2 separate regions of the Sus scrofa genome follow, and region 1 is linked to region 2. The links are chromatin contacts, called in public HiChIP or PLAC-seq maps. All regions are on one chromosome and are shown on one strand. Each heading gives the region's core, a stretch centred on a gene start, on an enhancer-like site or on the middle of the called end of the contact. The rest is flanking DNA. Distances are from core to core; before and after follow the strand shown.

What was found. HiChIP or PLAC-seq counts read pairs in DNA pulled down with a chosen protein or histone mark.
Region 1: a contact with region 2 is called in an H3K27ac HiChIP or PLAC-seq map of alveolar macrophages. The contact joins two enhancer-like sites.

The regions. Positions count from the first base shown.
Region 1 is chr1:147,816,534-147,821,509 of Sscrofa11.1, forward strand. It overlaps LOC106509046 (a long non-coding RNA gene), which reads right to left. Exons shown (of 4, transcript XR_001306261.2): 2 at 1-266. Among named protein-coding and RNA genes, the nearest start is that of ZNF236, 37 kb to the left of the region's middle. Within about 2 kb of position 2,763, at least 28 of the 83 cell types and tissues checked have an H3K27ac peak or open chromatin away from gene starts, as enhancers often do. A contact at or near this core is called in alveolar macrophages, where this site is marked.
Region 2 is chr1:147,555,650-147,560,615 of Sscrofa11.1, forward strand. No RefSeq gene overlaps it. Among named protein-coding and RNA genes, the nearest start is that of MBP, 91 kb to the right of the region's middle. Within about 2 kb of position 2,157, at least 4 of the 83 cell types and tissues checked have an H3K27ac peak or open chromatin away from gene starts, as enhancers often do. A contact at or near this core is called in alveolar macrophages, where this site is marked.

The DNA.
Region 1 (4,976 bases), core at 1,513-4,012, 260 kb after region 2:
CTCCTCATCCTGAGGTCTTTTCCTTGGAAACTCTCATGAATGCTGCATCCACTCTGTGATCTCTGGCCACCTCTTGTGAAAATCACAGGCCAAGGACAAGAGTGGGCGCACAGATGCTCTGCCAACCCCACCCTCCGTGGACAGGGCACAACTTGGGTTCCCAGGTGACACTGAATTCTTCACCTCATTCTCAACATGAGGGTATCACCAGCAGTCCCCGGGCTCTACCCAGGGTCCTGGGCATCTGCAGGGGGAGCATCTGTGAGCTGCAGGAAGGAAAGGATGGGATGAGTTGTCACTGGTTGATGCTAAGAGGGCCTAAAACACAACACATTTTTAAATACGTTTTATTTTATTTAGTTAGTTATTTTTGTCTTTTTAGGGCCACGCCCACGGCATATGGAGGTTCCCAGGCTAGGGGTCTAATCAGAGCTGTTTTTGCTGGCCTACCCCATAGCCATAGCAACGTTAGATCCGAGCCACATCTGTGACCTACACCACAGCTCACAGCAACGCTGGATCCTTAACCCACTGAATGAGGCCATGGATCAAACCTGCAACCTTGTGGTTCCTCATCAGATTTGTTTCTGCTACACCACGTTGGGAACTCCAATACATGTTTTATTTTAAAACAAAACAAAACATGTTACTTTTTAACATTTTTTCCTTTTAGTCCAATCACATAAATTTATGCCCTCATTTTGGGTTGAGGAAGCAGAACCACATTTAAAGCCAGTCAAGATGATGTGTTGGCCAGGGTAGAGAAACAGAACCTACAGGATGTGTGTATGGGGAGAGATTTAAGGAATTGGCTCACATGATTGTGGAGGCCTGGCAGGTCCAAAATCTGTAGGGTGGGACAGCAGGCTAGGGACCCAGGGGAGCCATCAGGTGGCCAAATTTCTTCTTCTCAGAAGGTCAGTCTTTTCCTGTTAAGGGCCTCAACTAATTGGTGAGGCCTCCACATAATGGAGGGTAATCCAATTTACTCAAAGTCTGTTAAACATTGATTTAAATGAAAATCCCATCCAAAGAACATCCTCACGAACATATAGGATAATGTCTGACCACATAGCTGGGCACCATGGCCCAGCAAGGCTGACACATAAAATGAACTATCACAATATGCTTGAGAGCTTCTTAAATCATAACTTCTGTGCTTTTCAAAAAGTGGCCTCTAACCCAGTTTCCAGGGACATGCAGCTAAGCCCGAACACTGCGGGCGCACCTCAGGCCCCACCAGCCCTTCCCAAGAACCCTTGGAAACCTAATCTCTGGACCACCCTCATTCCCCATCTTTAGTTCTGCCTCAGAGAGACCATGGCAAACACTTTTATCACTTACTTTAATTTCTTTATGTAGTCACCTGATGGTTGACCATGCTTTATCAATTCCCTTTTAAATCTCTTAAAATGTGTCTCCCTCTTTCTATTCCTCTGCTCTTGCACCCATGTGGACCCTCAGCACCTGGGGTCTCTCCTGCTATGTACACTAATGTCCACTCTGCCTGCTCCAACATAACCTGCCCAGGACAGAGCTATCATCTAAAATATCCATGCGAACATGTCACTATCCTGTTGAACACCTTCCATTAGTTCAGAGCCTTCCAGCTCTGAACTTCTCAGCATTGTCCATACTCCAGTCTTTTCTTGCACATTCCAAATGTGTCTTACACCCCATTGTAGGTTCAGTTGTATCCCCCTAAAAAGACATGTTGGCACCCTAACTACCAGGACCTGAGGATGTGACTTATTTGGAGGGAGGGTCTTTAATAGGTCATCAAGTTTAAATGAGATCATCAGGGGGAGCCCTACTCCAACAGACTGGTGTTCTTACAGAAATGGGAAGTGTGGACAGGGAGAAAGACATCCACAGAGGGAAGATAAGGAAGAAGGCAGAGATCAGGGTCACCCATCTCTAAGCCAAGAGTCATCGGAGATGATCAGGAAACCACCAGTGGCTAAGATGCAAGACACAGACTGTCTTTCACAGCCTCAGAAGAAAATGGCCCTGCCAACACCTTAATCTTGTAATTCCAGCCACCAGGACCGGGAGAGAACAGACTTGTTGGGTAAGCACCTAGTCTGTGTTCTTGGTTACTGCAGCCACAGCAAAAGAAAACTCCCCATTCTGGCAGACTTTCCATTTCTCAAATGCCCGCACAGTGTCATGGCTCCAGGACAGTGATCATGTCACTTTCTGGGCTTGGACATCCTTTTCTTCCTTGACCTTCCAGCAAATCCCTACTCTTTCAGCCTCAATTCCCAGCCTGCAATTCTCTTGCAGGGCTGAGAACTTTAAGCTCTTTGCCCACCCGCCAATGTCAGGCTGACCTCTGCCAAGGCACAGAGGAGGTGGGCTGCTGGGTCAGATGTCCAGGCTGCTGTATCACCAGCAACCCAGCTGTGCTCTGCTGCTCCTCCCTTTCTCCAAATGGACAGTAAGTGGACTTGGCCCCTGCCAGTTCTGTCCCTCCATGTGTGCCTAAAGCTGCTGCCCGTCTTAACCACAGGACTCTGGCAAGATGACAAGACTTGGATTTCGATGCTCGTGGAAGGTGGGATCCTCATCTCCTCAAAGGGGCTACTGTGAGTGGCTAAGAACACAGATCTCAGAAGACCAAAACTGAATGCTAGAAAATGACAGCGTATCTGAAATTATGACTGTGTCAGAAATTACGGGCTATCCAGCCACAGTGCCCATAAGAAAGTTCAGCCTGGGATGCTGGCCTGGGAGCACCCCGTCCTAAGCAGCAGGAGGTGTGAGCAGCTGACTGCTCACTTTCTGTCCTGCCTGGTTTCTTCTGCAGCAGTTAAGAATGGTCCAGACTTACTACCACCGGAACAGAAACAAGACAGCAACAGTAATAGTTATTATTGTTCACATTAATTTTACAACTATTTGCAAGTTGCGTCAACCATAAAATGGTAATCACTTGATTAATATGAAGAAAAAGTTCCAAAGTAAAGAAAAAGACACTGACATTGTATTGAAAGGAAAGGGATCTGTCTTCCAAAGAGATGATTTTAAGTTTTGATGTTTAAGTACTGCTCTCTCACTTCAACTTGAAATGTCACAGGCTGTAAACGCTGCCAGTGGTTTGGCTCTGATGCCTTGAGAAGTTTGAGGACAGAACTTAGGCAGCGGGAAGAAAATGAAGGTGGTGAGTCAGTGGTGAGTCACTCTGTGCAGCTCCTTACACACCCTCAGGGCCAGCAGTCAACTGGCTTTTTCCACCCTGCTTCTTTTTTCCTAAGTGACCTTAGCATGAATCACGGCGGGTGGTCTGCATTCAGACAAAGGAACTCTTGGTCACAATGAACAAAACATTTCTTTAACTTCTCAAAAGACCCTTTAAAATATGTGGCAGGCATTTAATTTGGATGTTTGTTGGTTCCCAGCGGTGCCACTTTCCTCCTAGGGAGGTCTGCAACCCAGAAGGGATCAGGGAAGGGCTTGTGCCTCAGCTGAGGACGGGCAGGCAGAGTGCTCCAGCAACGTACTTGTGTACTGGGGGGACCTAAGCAAGAGGGCTGCACCTGCAGCCTCATACTCTGCTTGGGAGCCTTGTGTCCTAGGCTGGGCAGTGCTCTCCCAAATGCACACCCCCAGGACCTCAGCACACGACCTTACTTGGAAATAGGATCTCAGATACATCAAGTGAAGATGAGGCCCCTCTGGGCTAGGATAAGCCCTAATGCAAAGGCTGGTGTCCTCATATGCAGGGAATGTAGACAGACACACAGGGTCCGAGGGAAGGGGGAGGCAGAGACAGCAGTGATGTATCCGAAAGACAAGGACACTGAGGATGGCCCACAGCGCCCAGAAGCTGGAAGCAGCAGAAAGGACCCTCCCCAGAGACTCTGCAGAACCATGGCCCTGCTGCTGCCTTGTTTTGGGGCTTCAGCCATCAGAACTGAGAGGTTAAATGTTTGTTGTTTCATGCCACCAAGTCTGTGCAATTTGTTGCAACAGCTCTAGAAAATGAGTCCACGCTGTGACCTTTGTTCCAGAGGCCTCGAGGCCACTGGGTCTTTCTAAGAGGCTGATGGGGCAGGCACCTCACTTTGAGGGCTGCCTCACAGCAGCCTGGGGAGCCGCTGCCGGCCCGGGAACAGGTGGTCACACTGCTTCTGGCTCACAGCAAAATGGTTAATAAAGCACTAACTCAGGAGGAGCTCAAGGGACATCCAAAAAGGTTGTTTGCATCCATTTTAAAGATCAATATGATTTTTTTTTCCCTGAAGATTTGAGGGGTGTCACGAAACATGTTTCTACAATATTTTCTCAGTCTCTTTGCTGAAAACTCCATCTTGTCCTGCTTTACTTTATCCCATCTTCCTGCTTGAAAAACCGTCCCAGTGCTGGTGAATGACTTAAGCTTAAGAACAAAGACCTAAAGGCATAAGTTATTCATAGGGTCAGCTGAATGAAGACATAATGCATTGGTCTAGGTACGCGGACCTGTGCAGATAGGCACGCCATTTGCACAAGCATGATATGTCCTCTAAAGAATAAGAGGAAGATGAGCCTCATGGCCCCAAGGTGTTTATGAGGGGTCGTTAGCAGGATATGCATTAGCAAGGAGAATCAAGGTGCAAACCTAGGCACTCCGGGTTGCTGCAGATAGGCACACCATCTGCAGAAGCACAATGGTGATTCTCTAGAATGCTATGCATAGATAGCTGATGCCAAGCTTCCTCAATGCTAATGATTATTAAATGCCTAAAGGTCAGAATAAAAGCTTAATCAGCAACCAGCTATGTGACTTAAAATAACTTTAAGGAGTTCCCATCGTGGCGCATTGGTTGACGAATCCGGCTAGGAACCATGAGGTTGCGGGTTCGATCCCTGCCCTTGCTCAGTGGGCCGACGATCCAGCGTTGCTGTGAGCCATGGTGTAGGTTGCAGACGCGGCGCAGATCCCACGTTGCTGTGGCTCTGGTGTAGGCCGGCAGCTACAGCTCTGATTAGAC
Region 2 (4,966 bases), core at 907-3,406:
CAGTTTTGATCCCTGACTTGGCTCAGTGGGTTAAGGATCTGGCATTGCCATGAGCTGTGGTATAGGTTGAAGATGTGGCCCGGAACCTGTGCTGCTGTGGCTGTAGTAGAGGCCAGTGGCTACAGCTCAGATTCAACCCCTAGCCTGGGAACCTCCATGTGCCTCGGGAGTGGCCCTAAAAAACAAACAAAAAAACCCCCTGAATTCTCTGAGCAGGCAGGAAGGAATTACCCAGAAACAAAGTCTAATACAGCTGGACCCCTGGCAAATGGATATTTCTTGAAAATGGGTCTCCCTTCTCTTTCACTCTGCATCAGGATATCCAGAAGGGTTACTCCAGAAATTGATGTGTATCTGTCATTAATGTAAATATTTAAAAGGTAGTCCATATTTCCCTTGGAGTATGACCTCATACTGCCTCACTTGCAGCTTCTCAGTAGCTAGCTAGCTGCTATCTTCAGTATAAATCTGACTCCTAAACTTTTTTTTTTTTTCTTTTGGTCTTCTTAAGGACGTACCTGCAGCATATGGAGGTTCCCAGGCTAGGGGTCTAACTGGAGCTACAGCTGCTGGTCTACACCACAGCCACAGCAACACCAAGTCCAAGCTGCATCTGTGACCTATACCACAGCTCACGGCAATGCCGGATACTTAACCCACTGAGCAAGGCCAGGGATCGAACTTGCATCCTCATGGATCCTAGTCAGATTCGTTTCTGCTGGGCCACGACAGGAACTCCACTAAACTTAAACTTTAATAATCTTCCCTCTCCTCATCTATCATCCTTATTTCATAACACTCCCCCAGCCCCCTCCTTACCCGCCCTCAATTTCCAGACCTTTCTACCTCTTGTCATTAAACTGCTAGCACTTTAATGTCCTATACATTATATTGAACTGCTTACTTTTGGTTCCATAAGTGTAGTCAGGTCTATTCTGGATATAACTGGGAAGAAGGAAAAAGATGGCAAGTAGTGCAATTCTCTCGCTGAACGCCTGCCTGCAGGCCTAGCCGCTCACTGAGAGCTGGTTCACCCCTGAGCTTTCCTCCATCCCCATGAAATCAGATCAGGGAAGATCTGAAACCCATTCATCCCAAATGAAAATACTCCATAGCTTCCATTTCATCTACCTCTCCTAAAGACATTTGCATTTTTTCATGAATCAAAGTTGTAATAATTTTTAAATAAAGTAATGATGCTAGAATTTCCATCATCGGCCAGTAGAAAACTGCTATTATTGGGAAGGCAGGTGAAGACCTTTCAAATGCCTCCTACTGCAAACCATATTCAGCCCTCGTAAAAGGCTGACCTTGGCTGCACTCTGGTTGTCATGAAAGTGTATATTGCACTGATGAATAAACTGAATTTTTCATAAAGCTGGCTCTTATTGCAGCTGCCAAGGCAGGGCTGCAAAGCTACCCACCAACACACATCTCAGAATGAATTTCCACAAGAGGCCGGAGATGATTAAATAATTTTTGTCGAACAGCATTTGAAATTGTGCTTTTATCTATCTTCTTTATCATAGTCGACAGAGAACTGATTCCACCCTCTGAGAAAAGAATCATGTGGCATTTGAAGGAAGTTGAGAGGCATACATTAGCACAAAAAACCCATCCTGCCCCATGTGTCAGGCACACTCATCTTAGAAGCCTCAGCAAGTGCTTTGTCTTTCAGCTCTTCCAAGTGCTATTTTTTTAAAAGCATCCAGATGTCTATCCTAAAGGCAGTTATTTCCTTAAAGTTCATAAAGAATTGGAGATGAAGGAAAAATACATTTTAACATTTGGATGTTTGTCCCCTGGCAATAGAAGTTAAAAGTTAAATTGCACTAAACTCTAAAATCTATCTGGGGACGGCACTGTGTATAGCTTTAGTCAGTGACATTAGGAAACCCATGTTAGTCCAAAAAATCTGCACAAATCCTTACGTTTTCTTCTGAGACTTAGTCAATGCCTCCGTAATGGGTGAATATATGTCTCCTTGGCTAGACTAGAGTGTCCAGTTCTATCAAACATGAGCCTAGATGTTTCTACAAAGATATTGATTCATATCTTCAATCAACTGACTTTGAGATCACCCTGGATGATGTGAGTGGGAGTCATCCAACCGGCTAGAAGCCAACAAAGCAAAAACTGAGGTTTACTAGAGAAAAACGGAATTCTGCCTCCTGATGGCAGCATCACGCTGCCTGGGTCTCCAGTCTGCCAGCCTGCCGTGCAAATTTCAGACTCTCCAGCTCCCACAATCTTGTGACCAGTCCTTGAAGGAAACCTTTTTACAGGTGACAGCTAGATGGGCAGACCATCTCCTACTGGTTCCGTTTCTCTGGAAAAGCCTGAGCAATCCACCATCCTGTGCCAGAATAGTGATGAATGTACGTCCCACATCAGATAGTTTTTGCAAGGGTCAGTGCTCTGGGAATATATTTAGGTATGCTATTTTAGTGAAGAGATTATATACTGCCTTAAATCAGCGTTTTCAAGCCATCATCCCAGAGTCCTAAACAAACTGCCTAAGAGACTCAAGTGGCCAGAAGAAGCAGGAAGCTGCTTCCACAGGTTCCTTTGTCATTTTCAGATGATCTTGAAAGATCTGGTTCATCACTGCTGATGCTGCATGCTTTGATCAGAGAAATTAGAATCAGGCAGATGGAGTTTATGTACCACAAACCTGACACAAAGGCGCCGGTTAATTTTTACATGCTTTCTGCAGTGTTTATAAGAGGAGTGTGCGCCTCCACTCCACTGGCTTTAGCTTTGCTTTTCTGCCATCATGATTATAACAGACTTGTCTCCTTCGCCCCATTTAGATCATCGCAGTCAGACATACCAGTGAAAGAGCCTCGTTTACCCTTCCAAAGAGCATACTTAAGTGGTTACATTCCACGCAGTAGTTTCTCTCTAGCTGATAACGCCTGTGAACATTCTACATGAAAACTGGGAGTTGTAGATGCCTCCGAGGAGAGCAACCCCCATTTCCTAGAAGACAGAGCCACCACCTATCCTCATGTAAAGATAAACTGACACATCCAACAAGTGTTTTCTCTGTCAGCCCCTCACACCTCACTGAGTTCTCACCTTGCTACCTTGTACGATGTGCCATGTTTCGGGGTACCATGATTTCTGGGCCTAAATCCACATCTATGGTTTTATAAAGCCAGGCTGGGACTCTAGATAATTCACTTGAAGTGAATGAAGGGACTTTTCGCTTCAAAAGAATCTGATGTTTTATATTCTCTTTGTAAATGTAGACTTTTGCTGGCTTTGCTCAAAGCTGGGGACAGGTGTGTTTTAATAAACTATGACCTCAGCTTACACTGTGAGCCCCCTGATACCTAATTGATCATTCTAGCAATATTCATTCCATAACCAGCACCACAATCACCACAAGTGCACTGATGTCTTTTCGGAGTGAGCGTTTCACCCAGGACTCCTGGGAAGATTAAGCAGCACAGCCCCTGCCATGCTGTTATTATTATGTCACAAGCAGGAGGCCATGAGGCCAGCACTTCTTCCAATTTTTTCTTGTGCTTTCACACACATTTTTTTTTCTCTTTCTTTCTTTCTTGCTTGCTTTCCAGGGCCACACCCGCAGTACACGGAGGCTCAGCTAGGGTTCCAATCCAAGCTACAGCCACTGGCCTGCACTATAGCCACAGCAACATCAGCTCCAAGTCAAGTCTGCAACCCACACCACAGCTCATGGCAACACCAGATCCTCAACCCACTGAGTGAGGCCAAGGATCAAACCCGCAACCTCACAGTTCCCAGTTGGATTCGTTTCCACTGCTCAACTGTGGGAACTCCCATTATCTTATTTAATACTCACCACATCCTATCCTTTTAGCTTACAGCTGAGGATCTGGTCCCCTAAAGAGAATCTGTGACTCGTCTGCCAGGACCTAATTGACCAGAGGAGTCAGGGCATCACATGACTCCTGGGCAGGGTCTTCCTGGTGTGACCATCCCTCACTCCACAGCCCTGATGCTTATCCAGGCTCTGCCCGGGTGCCTCACCTATTCACGCCCCACTCGAGGGCTCTCTGGAAAGGGGTCTCCTGCCCCGAGGCCTCTTTCCTCCCTGTGGGCAGTGGAGGGGGTTCTGCACAGCCATGTCTTTATTCTATCAGCTCTAAGGTGTTATTCTAAGAACCAGCTCTATGCCAGCAACACCTGGGAGACAAGCCAGAATAAAGACGGACTGACTAAAGGCAAACAACAGGGACTTTTCAGTCACAGACTCACATAGAAGAAACTAACCCCACAGCAAGGCCACCAGCAGGTTCCCAAAGAGCACAGAGAACAATATAGAGACTGAGACCTACTGGTGTGGAGAGATCCGCTTAGGACACTCTGCTAAGTGGAAAGAGCAAAATACAAAGTGGCAGTTACAGCACAATTGGTTTTATAAATAGAGTAAAAATGTCTGAAAGAGAGAATGGGAGTTCCCATTGTGGCACAGCAGAAACAAATGTGACTAGGAACCATGAGATTGAAGGTTCAATGTCTGGCCTAGCTCAGTGAGTTAAGGATACGGCGTCACCGTGAGCTGTGGCATATGTCACAGATGGGGCTCAGATCTGGCGTTGCTGTGGCTGTGGTGTAGGCCAGCAGCTGTAGCTCCCATTAGACCCCTAGCCTGGGAACCTCCATATGCTGCGGGTGCAGCCCTCAAAAGCAAAAAAATTTTTTTAAATTTAAAAAAAGAGAGAATGCATGAGCATGCACTCTTTGTCCAAGCAATTATTTCTCAGTAGTATAATCTGGAACTTTTTTTAAAAATGTATTTAAAAAATGTATTTCTCTACTATATAATAAAATATGTATAATCATATACATGTATATAAGATAACCAACAGGGACCTACTTATATAGCACAGGGAACGCTACTCAATAATCTGTAATAACCCATATGGGAAAGGATTTTGAAAAAGTATGTATATAAGTATGTGCTGTGCTATAC